Regions from separate parts of the Mus musculus genome. Here region 2 is linked to region 1. Evidence: chromatin contacts called from public HiChIP or PLAC-seq data. All regions are on one chromosome and are shown on one strand. The core of a region is the stretch at or near the end of the contact, and the rest is flanking DNA. Distances in the headings are between cores, read along the strand shown. Region 1 overlaps Agap2 (ArfGAP with GTPase domain, ankyrin repeat and PH domain 2). Region 2 holds the start of Kif5a (kinesin family member 5A).

Region 1 (4,754 bases), core at 719-3,218:
CCCTAAAACAATAAAAGTGAGCAAATACCTGGACCTTGTGGACCTTTGGGCCTGCCGAATGGTTGGGAAATCTTTTGCCCCTTCAGTCCCTACTGTCCCACCTCCATCAGCTCTGTTGCCTAGTGACCAAAGCATCTTCCCCAGGGTCACTGCACTTACAGGGGTCCCCTCAACACTAAGAGGCCACTGGGTTCACTTGTCCAACAACCCCACCTTCTCAGTCCTCAACTCCCGAGGCCTGTCTCTTTCTCCAAACACCAGGCTCCAACTCCTTCCCAGGCTCAGCATCAATTGTGCATCTAACATCTGCTCTTGGGTTCCCACTGTTGCTCCTACCTCATAAACCCAGGGTTGTTGTACAAAGCTGGAACTACCTCTGTGCCCATGGGTGCTGTCTTAGCCCCAGCCCAGAAACCAGAACTTCTGCTTAATCCTTTCCCATCCCCAACATGGAGACCACACCCTCACCTGCCTGTCGAATAACAGACCAGCATCTCACCCCCTAGACAAAATCACTTGCTCTTTAATTGCTGTTAAGATTCACACCACCTGCTTTGGAGGTGAGGGGGGTAACCCCTGCCCCCTCTTCACTCCACTCCCCAATTACCTGGTCTTTTGCAAAATATTTTAGCCAGGAAAAAAAAAAAAAAAAAAAAAAAAAAAGACCGGAAACCACTGACACAGACAGCCCAAAGCCGGGCTGACTAAGGGTGGCAGGGCTGGGCCAGATAAGTCCACACCACCTCTCCCTTTCTGGGGATGGGGGCCAGGACCTTAAAGTCCTCCCAACCACTACACACCCTCTCAGCCCTGGCTGGGAGGGAGCAAAGGATAGAAAAAACGGACCTGGAGCTGCTCCAGGGAGAGAGGGGCTGGACAGAAAGGATTATGGGGGAGGGGTCCCGTTGTAGGGGTGCCCCCTACCCCAGATCACCACGGGCGCTGCACAGTCACAGGTACGCAGTCACGGTCACAGACACAACCCGAGAGCACCCCCACCCTACCCCACCCCTGCCCACCCCTGGCTTCCCCTACCCTGATATGCCCTCCCCTCGCCCCTACCCACCCCATCCCCATGTTGGGGAACAAAGCAATAAATTACAAGGCCCCTCTCTAGTCACCTCCTGTTCCAATCCTTCTCCCTCTACCCCATGATCGTAAGGGGAAGGACCCAGGCTCTCGGCTCCCCCTGGCTCTTTAGCTTCCATTCATAAGATAGGTAGAGGGGGGATATCTGATTTCCACTCCTCATGGTCCCTTTCACGGAAAGGGTTGGGGACCCCTCCACCTCCATGGGCAGCAGGGGTCCTGCCCCTCGCTGCCCTCCCCCCTCACTGGGCAGTGAGATTAGCATGGAAGGGGTGGGGTCCCCAAGTTGGTCCCAAATCTCAGGGCTAGTCTTCCACGTACTAACCCCTCCCTCTGGCGTGGAGTTGCCCCAGGAGCCAGCCTGGGATTCGGCTCCCGCCACCCGATTGTAGAACGCAGGCAGGATTGGATCTTTTCCCCGCCCCTAGGGGGGGCACAAGCCAGCAAGTCCAAACACCTTGGAGCCCGGAACAGCTGCAAGGGAGTGCCCACCTACAAACACCCAGCAGGTAGACCCAGGGCAATCCAAGTAAGAAAGCTGTGAAGTAGGGGCGTGATGAGCTAGGGTCTCCATGCCTCACTGGGGAGAGGGAGGTGAGTTTGTGTCTCCTGGGAGGCGTGCGGGGCTGTGCCCTCGTGGGGGTAGAAAGTGCTCCCGTGGGGCGGGGTGCGGACTGGAGAGGTGAGTGGGTGCATCTGTCCAACGGTCCACCCGGTGTAGTCGTGCCCGGCCCGCGCGGGGGTGGGGGGTGTCTCTCCCGCTGCTGGGCAACTATACCAGCGCGATCGTGGTGTCCACGCGGCCCAAGCTGGCAGCACTGCTCCGGCGCCTCGGGCTGGGCGTGGCGGTAATGCTGGGGGTGGTGGCCGCGCTGGGCGTGGTGGCCGTGCTGCCGCCCTCTCCCGGGCAGCCGTGCTGGAGAAGGATGTCTGCACACAGCTGGCTGCCAGCCTGGCGGGCATAGAACAGTGCCGTGCGGCCTTGCGCATCGCGGGCCGCCACGTCTGCGCCATACTGCAGGAGGAAAAGGTCGTGTGACCACACACCATCCAGGGGACCTCCACCCACATGTTGCCCACCCGACACCTCCAAGCCCACCTCCAGGCTCCCTTTCCCTACCTCTCCGCTCACGTACCCACAACAGCAGCTGTGTAATGACAACGTGGGCGAGCTCGGCCGCCAAGTGCAGCGGCGAGCGGAGCTGCGGGTCCTCCACGCTGGTGTCGAGCGGCCCATGTCGCGCGTGGGCCAGAAGCAGCAGAACGGCGGCCACGTCCTGGGCCTCCACAGCGGCCCACAGTTGGCGGCCCAGCGGCTCCTCCGTGGTGCCCAGAGGCGCCAGGAACAGCAGCTGCTCATACTTGGCGCGAATCCACGACTCACGCTCCTCCCTGCAGCACCAGGGACCAAGGAAAAGAGTTATAAGGGACCTCTTATCCGGACCTCCCAGGAATCGTACACCCTCACGCTGATCCTCGATCCTTACCGCGAAGAGTCCCGTGTAGGCTTGGCACGGCCTCGAGTGTCGCTCTCCCACACGCGGTTGGCTGTGTCGTTGCCAATGGCCGTCAGCACCAGGGTCAGCTCCCGCGGCCAGTCATCCAAATCCAGTGAACGCACTCGGGACAGGTGTGTGCCCAGGTTCCGGTGGATGCCAGAACACTCGATGCAGATGAGTGCGCCCAGATTCAAACTGGCCCACGTGGGGTCTGAGACAGGATGCAACAGTAAGACAAACACCCCACCATTCAACGAACTGCAGCTAACTCCGTACTCTGGGACCCCACCCTCCAATTCCCTCAGCGGTGCCCTTGCACTTACTGGGAGCTCCACAGTCCACACAGGTCGAGTTTCCCTTTGCGTTGCGGATCGCCTGGATGGCCACAGCTTCGCTTTGGCTGTCAGTGCGCAGCTGCAGAGGAGTTGAAGTTAGCTCTGGCACAGCGTACCTCTGACCCTCCCCCCAGCCTCTCCTGCTAGCCTCCATCCATAGCATCAAATCGGTTACCTTGACCTTGCTGCTCTCACAGCACTGCAGACTGGCCAGGATCTGACTCTCAATGGCCTGAACCCAAGCATCCCGCTCCTCAAAGCTGGCTGCCTCAAAGTGCCACGTCTGACCAGTGCTGGACACGATCAGGAACTCAAAGTTTTCCTCTGAGTGGGTGGATGGAGAGGTCATGAGGGGCAGAGTTCAAGCAGGAGGCCTTCCCCCAAACCCTTCCTCCCTGATGTCCTTGGAGCCCTTAGGAGGGGGACAGTAGAAGGAAGGGGGAGCAGAGGGTGGGAAATAGCAGGAAGCCCGAGCACATGCAGGGAGAGGCAGGGCCCCCCACCCCTCTGCACCCCAGCTGAGCACCCCTCCCGGCTCCCACTTGTTACCTGCTTTATAAATATTTCTTAAACTACCAAAGGATTTTAGTTTCCACATTTTGCGCTTGGCTGGTTTCCCGAAGCGAAGAAGATAGAGACAGAATGAAGAGCAAACAGAAAGAGAGAGAGACCAAGAAGAGAAGGAGGCAGATGGAGAGAGAGACAGACAGACAGTGACAGAGAGTGCCAGAGACAAAGCAGGACAGACAGATGGGGAGAGAAAGCAGAACTGAAGTCAGTGGCCCCGGAGCAGAGTGGAGCGGAAGCCAAGAGCCGTGAGAATAGGCAGGTCTGGAACCTGGGTCCAAGCACCCGGAGGAGGACAGGGCAGGGGGGCAGGGACTGTGACCAGAGAGAAACGTGCTCTCAGTGGGGAAAGGGGTGTCAGAATTTGTGTGGACAGTAGGAAAGGGGGCAAGAGGCTGGGATCGGGACCCTGGGACTTAGAAGTCAGCAGAACAGGGATAGCGGTTGGGGGAGGGGCTTAGGGATCAGTGATGAAGGGCTCTTGGAGGAACCTGCCATTCATAGGTGAGAATGAGAGTAGGGATTGGGGGAGTCAGTAGGGACACTGAGTTCAGGGGCTGCAGAACTAGATGTGGGTGCAGAGGATGGGGTCAGAAGTGTAGACACGGGCAGGGACTAGAGGTCAGGAAAAGAACAGGGCTGGGGACTGGACGGACAAGAGCTGGTTGCTGTCCATCCATCTTTCCACACAGTTATGTGCAGAGGTAATGAGAGTCAAGCACCCAGCTCAGGACTTATCCTGCTCTGCAGGAGCTAGGTCAGGGGTTCGGGTACAGGGGAGGAGGGGGGCCAGAGTGGTAGTGGAACTACCCACCACAGCCTCACCTTCAGCTTGCACAGCCGAGCCTTCAGTCTTAGAAGGCGTGGACAGTTTCTTCCTCCTCTGCTTCTTCACCATGGGCGAAGGTGGGGGTTCCCGACTCAGGGGACTCAGATCTCCAGATGGGGTACAGTCTTAGGAAGGGGGACATGGTGCCTCAGTTGCCCTTCCATAGACTCCCCTATAGTTTGTATCCTGCCCTGAACTAACTGGCATTTTAGGGTATCCCTCCCCAGCTGTCTCTATCTAAGAGGCCTCCCTGGATCATTCCCAAAAAGGCGGGCAGGTGACTGAGCACTTCGAAATTAGATCTGTACTCAGTGATCAAGCATGCTGCTCACTAGCCTCCAACCCTGAGCAAGTTAATCTGAGCCTCGGTTTTTCACTACTAAAATATGGATAATAATCTTGACCGGATACATTGTTGCAAGGAACATTTATCAG
Region 2 (4,669 bases), core at 2,080-4,579, 170 kb before region 1:
TGGAGTCCAGAAGGTGCTGCGGCCGTCGAAGGGCGAGCGGCGGGGACCCTTGGGGCTAGGGGGCTGCCAGCGGGAGGGGTCGCGGGCTGGCTTCTGTTGGGGGTCCTCGGGAGGTCGGGGGCGCGGTCTGGGGAGCCGGGCCCGGCCCTGTACTCACAATGCCGGGGAGATCGGCGTATTTAGGGTCCGCCATGGCGGCGGCGAGGCGGGGCTGGGGGACCGAGGCCTCGGAGGAGCCGGGGCTGGTGACCGAGTGGGGGAGAGGCTGGGTCCGGGTCCCCAGCAAAGGCGACGATAAGGGGAGCGGCGGAGGAGCAGGAAGTCTCGCGACAGGAGCAGGCCGGCAGGAGGCGGGGGACAGCAAAAGTCGCGAGGACAGCCGGCTACCACACCCCTGGACAGGCTGGGATTGGTGAGAGCGACAGGGAATGAGGTAATGGCGAGGAGACGCCGCCTAGCATTGTGGGATATGTAGTCCCGGTCTTCTGGGGCTTGGGCTGGAAGCGACAATAACAACGTTAGGGAGCTATTGCATACAGTTATCTCCTTTCGTTCTTAATAGTCTATGAAAGGAGTTTCATAATTCCTGCTTTAGAAAACCTAGAGATTGGTTACATGAAACCACACAGCTCGCCACGTTGTAAACAATAGCAAGATTTAGTAAACATTTAAAGAATAGAAAAATGAGGCCGTCTTTTCAGGTTAGGGCTTCTGGACAAAATAGAGGGACCCTAGTTAAATTTTAATTTCAGGAGCTGGAAAGATGTCCCAGGGGTTAAGAGCACAGTCCTCTTGTAGAGGACCTGGGTTCTATCCCCAGCATCCAGATAGTGGCTCACAGCCATTTATAATTCCAGTACCAGGTGCCCTCTTCTGGCCTCTGAGGGCACCAGACACACACGTGGTACACTGACATACATGCAGACAAAACACCCATACACATAAAATAAATAAATAATAACAATTTTTTATTGAAGTTAATTTCAGGTCAACAACTAACAATTGTTAGTATAAGCATGCTTCTTATATTTCTGATATGCATATAATAATCTGAAACCCAAGTTCGTCTGAGGGTGCTATTTCTTCTTCTTTTTTTCTTCAAAAGTCTGGACATCTTAAATGAAAAAGCGCTGGCTCACAGTCTGACTGAACTCTCCATGACGGTCATCAATTTCATTAATAGTTCCCCAGAAATTAGGAGGAAGGAATTTGACACAGGTCTCAAACTGTAGTTCAGGGTGGCTTGGAACTCACTTTTCAGTGCTGGGGATTGAACTCAGGACCTTACATATAGTAGCTTTGTGTCCAGTCAGCAACCAATCTTTCTGGAGGAGAGATACAGTATGGTTAATCCTCTTACTTTGCCACATCAATGCATGACAATAGAAACCCCAATTATTTAATTTAATTTGTTTCTTTGTGTGTGTGGTGTGTGTGCGCGCACACAGGAACGTGGAGATCAGAGGACAGCTGTTATGCATCTGCTTTCTCTCCCCACCATGGGGGTCCTGCAGATCAAACTCAGTCGTGTGGCAAGCCCCTTCACCTGCTGAGCCATCTCACTGACCCATTTTTAAAACAGAAGGAAAGGCTGGGTGTGGTGGCACATGCCTGGTCTAGTGAGTCCCAGAATCTCTATGTAGCTCCAGCTGTCTCAAAACAAGAACAGAAGAGGAGAAGGAGGAAGGGGGTTGGGGCTGGGATGGGAGGTGAGAGACAAATAGAAAACCTACTACGTGCTACTAGAGAAATAAAAAGGTACACTCAGGACAAAAGGAAGTCCTCAAGCCAGACACAGTGCTGTCCACATATATTCCTAGCACTTGGTAGCCTGGGTAGGAATACAGGAACAGGCTAGCCTGTGTAAGGACCCCCCACCCCCCACCCCCCCGGCCAGGTCCCATCTCAAAAATTAAAATAACCGAAAATAGAGGATGAACTGTTGCAGCTGTATAAAAACCTTGTTGGGGGCATGTGTGGGCACACATACCCACTGAATTCTTGCCTCGATGGACTGTCATTTTGAAGTCACTAAGGATGCCACCTTCTTGTCTCTAGAGGCTGGACGTTGGTATATTTCCTGAGCTTGCAAGATGCTGCAACCTTCAGAAACAGTGCCAAACGACCGAGGGTAGCGTTCCTGAATTAGGAACTCGCCATTCTCATTCCTGGCTTCTGCCCAAGCCTCGGCCTCTGTCACCATGATCTCCAGGTCATGTATTGGGCTTCTTTCTGTTGGTTCCCTTAAGAGTCAAGGAGTGTGACTAGTGAAGGCCCAGCTCAGCTGGTATCTGGCCGGTTAGGGCTTGTTTGTCTAGGCCACTGCCCTCTCATCCTTCCCCCTTAGTAACTAACTGACCCTAGACACTGGCCAGTTTCTGAGCCAAGGCCTCCACCCCCTCCCTTCTGATTTCTCCCATCACCCCATCTTCCCCTTGGCTGGAACCTCAAGCCCTGCATCGGAGCTCTCTGTTGACAAGCAGAGGCTGTGACATTGAGCGAAATCAATTTGACCAGCTCGTGGTGTTCCTGTTTTGGGCTGCGGAGGAGACAGGACAAGAACTCTCTGGGCTTGGCTCTTTGTCCCCTTTCCTTTCCTTTCCTTTCCTTTCCTTTCCTTTCCTTTCCTTTCCTATCCTTTCCTCTCTCTTTCTTTCTTTCTTTCTTTCTTTCTTTCTTTCTTTCTTTCTTTCTTTCTTTCTTTTCTTCCGATGTGGAAACTGGGAGAAGAAAAGAATGGAGACTCTGTCCAAAGGTAACTAGGGCAGTAAACACACAGAGATACTGAGCCCGTCTGAGACCCAAATGTAACTCTTTGCCCTGGAAGCTCCTCACAGCAGGACCTCTGGCCCTTTGTTCCTTTCCTCAGGCTGCTATACTCCTGTTCTCTTGCAAAAGCTGCCCTGCCTACCCATATCCCACCCCAACCTTAGAGGCCTCGATGAGAACTCCATCTGTCCCTGAATGGCTGGAAGATAGCTTGTCTTTCCTTCTATTATTATATTATATTTACTTCTATTATATATTATATTATAGAGGAGTAGGCAAGACCTGCCTGTCTTTTCTCCATGCCATGGGATCTAGACTTCACTTCTGTAGCTTCCCACCCGTAAAGGCTCACTGGCTCATTGTACATCTGAGGGGCAGAAAGAGGCTGGGAGAAGGAGGATAAGTGTGATTTAAATATGAAAAGTGGGGTGTAATGGGTGTTTTTTGTTTTGTTTTGTTTTGTTTTTTGCGGGGGTGTGTGTTCTGGAATTAAGGGAATGGGAGGCCCGTAGGTGCTCTTTCCCAGGCAGGCGACAGGCCCACCTTAGTCCTCTTTTCCATTCCTGTAGGTGGAGTCTAAGGAGGAACAGACAGGTCGCGTGTAGCAAAGTGAGCTGTGTGGGGAAGGGGTGAGGACAAGGTTATTTGCGAGCCTCCAAATCAAGGAACCAGGTGAGCCTAAGCCAAACTCCACCTTTGGGTGGTCGCAGTTCGGAGGATCACCTCCTGCGAAGGAAACCCCGCCCCCGCGGCTCCGGCGCGCCCCGCCCAGGCCCGCAGCGCGGCTGCAGCGCGAGGGGCGGAGAGGCACAGCGCGGCGAGAGGACCAGACGCCCAGGTCGCCCGCATCCAGTGCCGCAGGACACCGAAAGCTCATCTTCCCCGAGGCGTTCCAGCTGCTCCCTTGGCCTCAGCGACAGATCACCTGTCCACTGCCTCGACCTCAGCCCAGCGTCCCCTTCCTCCGGAGTACACGCTACCCTTGCAGTCGGAGACGCTCCCAGCCCCTCGTCGTCGTCGACCACCATGGCGGAGACTAACAACGAATGCAGCATCAAGGTGCTTTGCCGATTTCGGCCCCTGAACCAGGCCGAGATTCTGCGGGGGGACAAGTTCATCCCCATTTTCCAAGGGGACGACAGCGTCATTATTGGGGTGAGTGCTACATCCGAAGGAAATTAGAGGAGGGGGCGGGATGCAAAAATCTTTTCACCCCCAAGACTTAGTCCCTCTGCCTGTCATCCTGCAGCAGCTCAGGGATGCTCAGCCTCCATCCTCTCCGCCGCAGCCCCTCCTCTCCCCTGCATCAGGATGGCTGGGTGTGGCCTGCCTAGGCCTGCAGCCAAGTCTCTGCAGAGTGGGAGGGGGCTCCTTTCCCGTCATCAGGAACCCCAACTTGTCTTTGCTACTCTCTTGCAATGTTCCCACCCCTTAGAGCCAGTTCCCTGCCTTTGTGATGTTTTCCCTCTCCCCTAGAGAAAGCGCGTTTTCCCTTTGTTATTGACTCTCATCTCTACCCTAACCTCCACGAAGGGAGGGGAAGGTTAGTGGATGGGCTTGATAGGAAATGAGAAGTCTAGGGCCTCTGTGGAGGAATGAATGGGAGTGGGTTCTAGGACGGGCCCTTCCATCATCGCCTTTAGTAGTTGCTGCCTGGACTTGGGGGGAGGGAGCAGAAATCTGGTGAAGGGTTTTCTGGGAAAGCTGTACACAGATGCCACACCCAATTGGAGAGTTAGCCTCTAGGATCCTAAGGGCCTGTGTGCCTTTCTATCCCGAGTGTAGTATCAAGATGATTTCAGATCCTAAGCCCTCCCAAGTCAAAGTGCCCAAATCCTGAGTTTGTACATACTTGCTTATTCATCTTAGTCTTGAAGATCCAATACAAGGTAGTATGAGT

Evidence for each region. HiChIP or PLAC-seq counts read pairs in DNA pulled down with a chosen protein or histone mark.
Region 2: a contact with region 1 is called in a FOXA1 HiChIP or PLAC-seq map of pancreatic cancer cells. The contact joins the promoter of Kif5a here to the enhancer-like site in region 1. A contact is called at or near these places in 7 of 39 promoter capture datasets (the 3T3-L1 cell line, the C10 cell line, cranial neural crest and 2 more), 4 of 484 Hi-C or Micro-C datasets (bone marrow-derived macrophages, cortical neurons, embryonic stem cells and 1 more), 4 of 115 datasets of contacts at active chromatin or transcription factors (embryonic forebrain, embryonic stem cells, neural tube and 1 more) and 3 of 9 other capture datasets (adipose tissue, liver and pancreatic islet).

What each region holds. Positions count from the first base shown.
Region 1 is chr10:127,088,920-127,093,673 of GRCm38.p6, reverse strand. It overlaps Agap2 (ArfGAP with GTPase domain, ankyrin repeat and PH domain 2), which reads right to left. Exons shown (of 19, transcript NM_001033263.5): 13 at 4,316-4,444; 14 at 3,473-3,532; 15 at 3,099-3,247; 16 at 2,912-3,002; 17 at 2,577-2,799; 18 at 2,226-2,481; 19 at 504-2,104. The coding sequence ends at 1,862. Among named protein-coding and RNA genes, the nearest start is that of Agap2, 12 kb to the right of the region's middle. Within about 2 kb of position 1,968, at least 45 of the 459 cell types and tissues checked have an H3K27ac peak or open chromatin away from gene starts, as enhancers often do. A contact at or near this core is called in cortical neurons, pancreatic cancer cells, pancreatic islet and 1 more, where this site is marked.
Region 2 is chr10:127,262,023-127,266,691 of GRCm38.p6, reverse strand. It overlaps Kif5a (kinesin family member 5A), which reads left to right and starts at 3,329. Exons shown (of 29, transcript NM_001039000.4): 1 at 3,329-3,924. The coding sequence starts at 3,796. Gm40800 (a long non-coding RNA gene) reads right to left here and starts at 2,388. Exons shown (of 2, transcript XR_872171.2): 1 at 1,991-2,388; 2 at 948-1,325. It overlaps Dctn2 (dynactin 2), which reads right to left and starts at 430. Exons shown (of 14, transcript NM_027151.2): 1 at 158-430. The coding sequence starts at 193.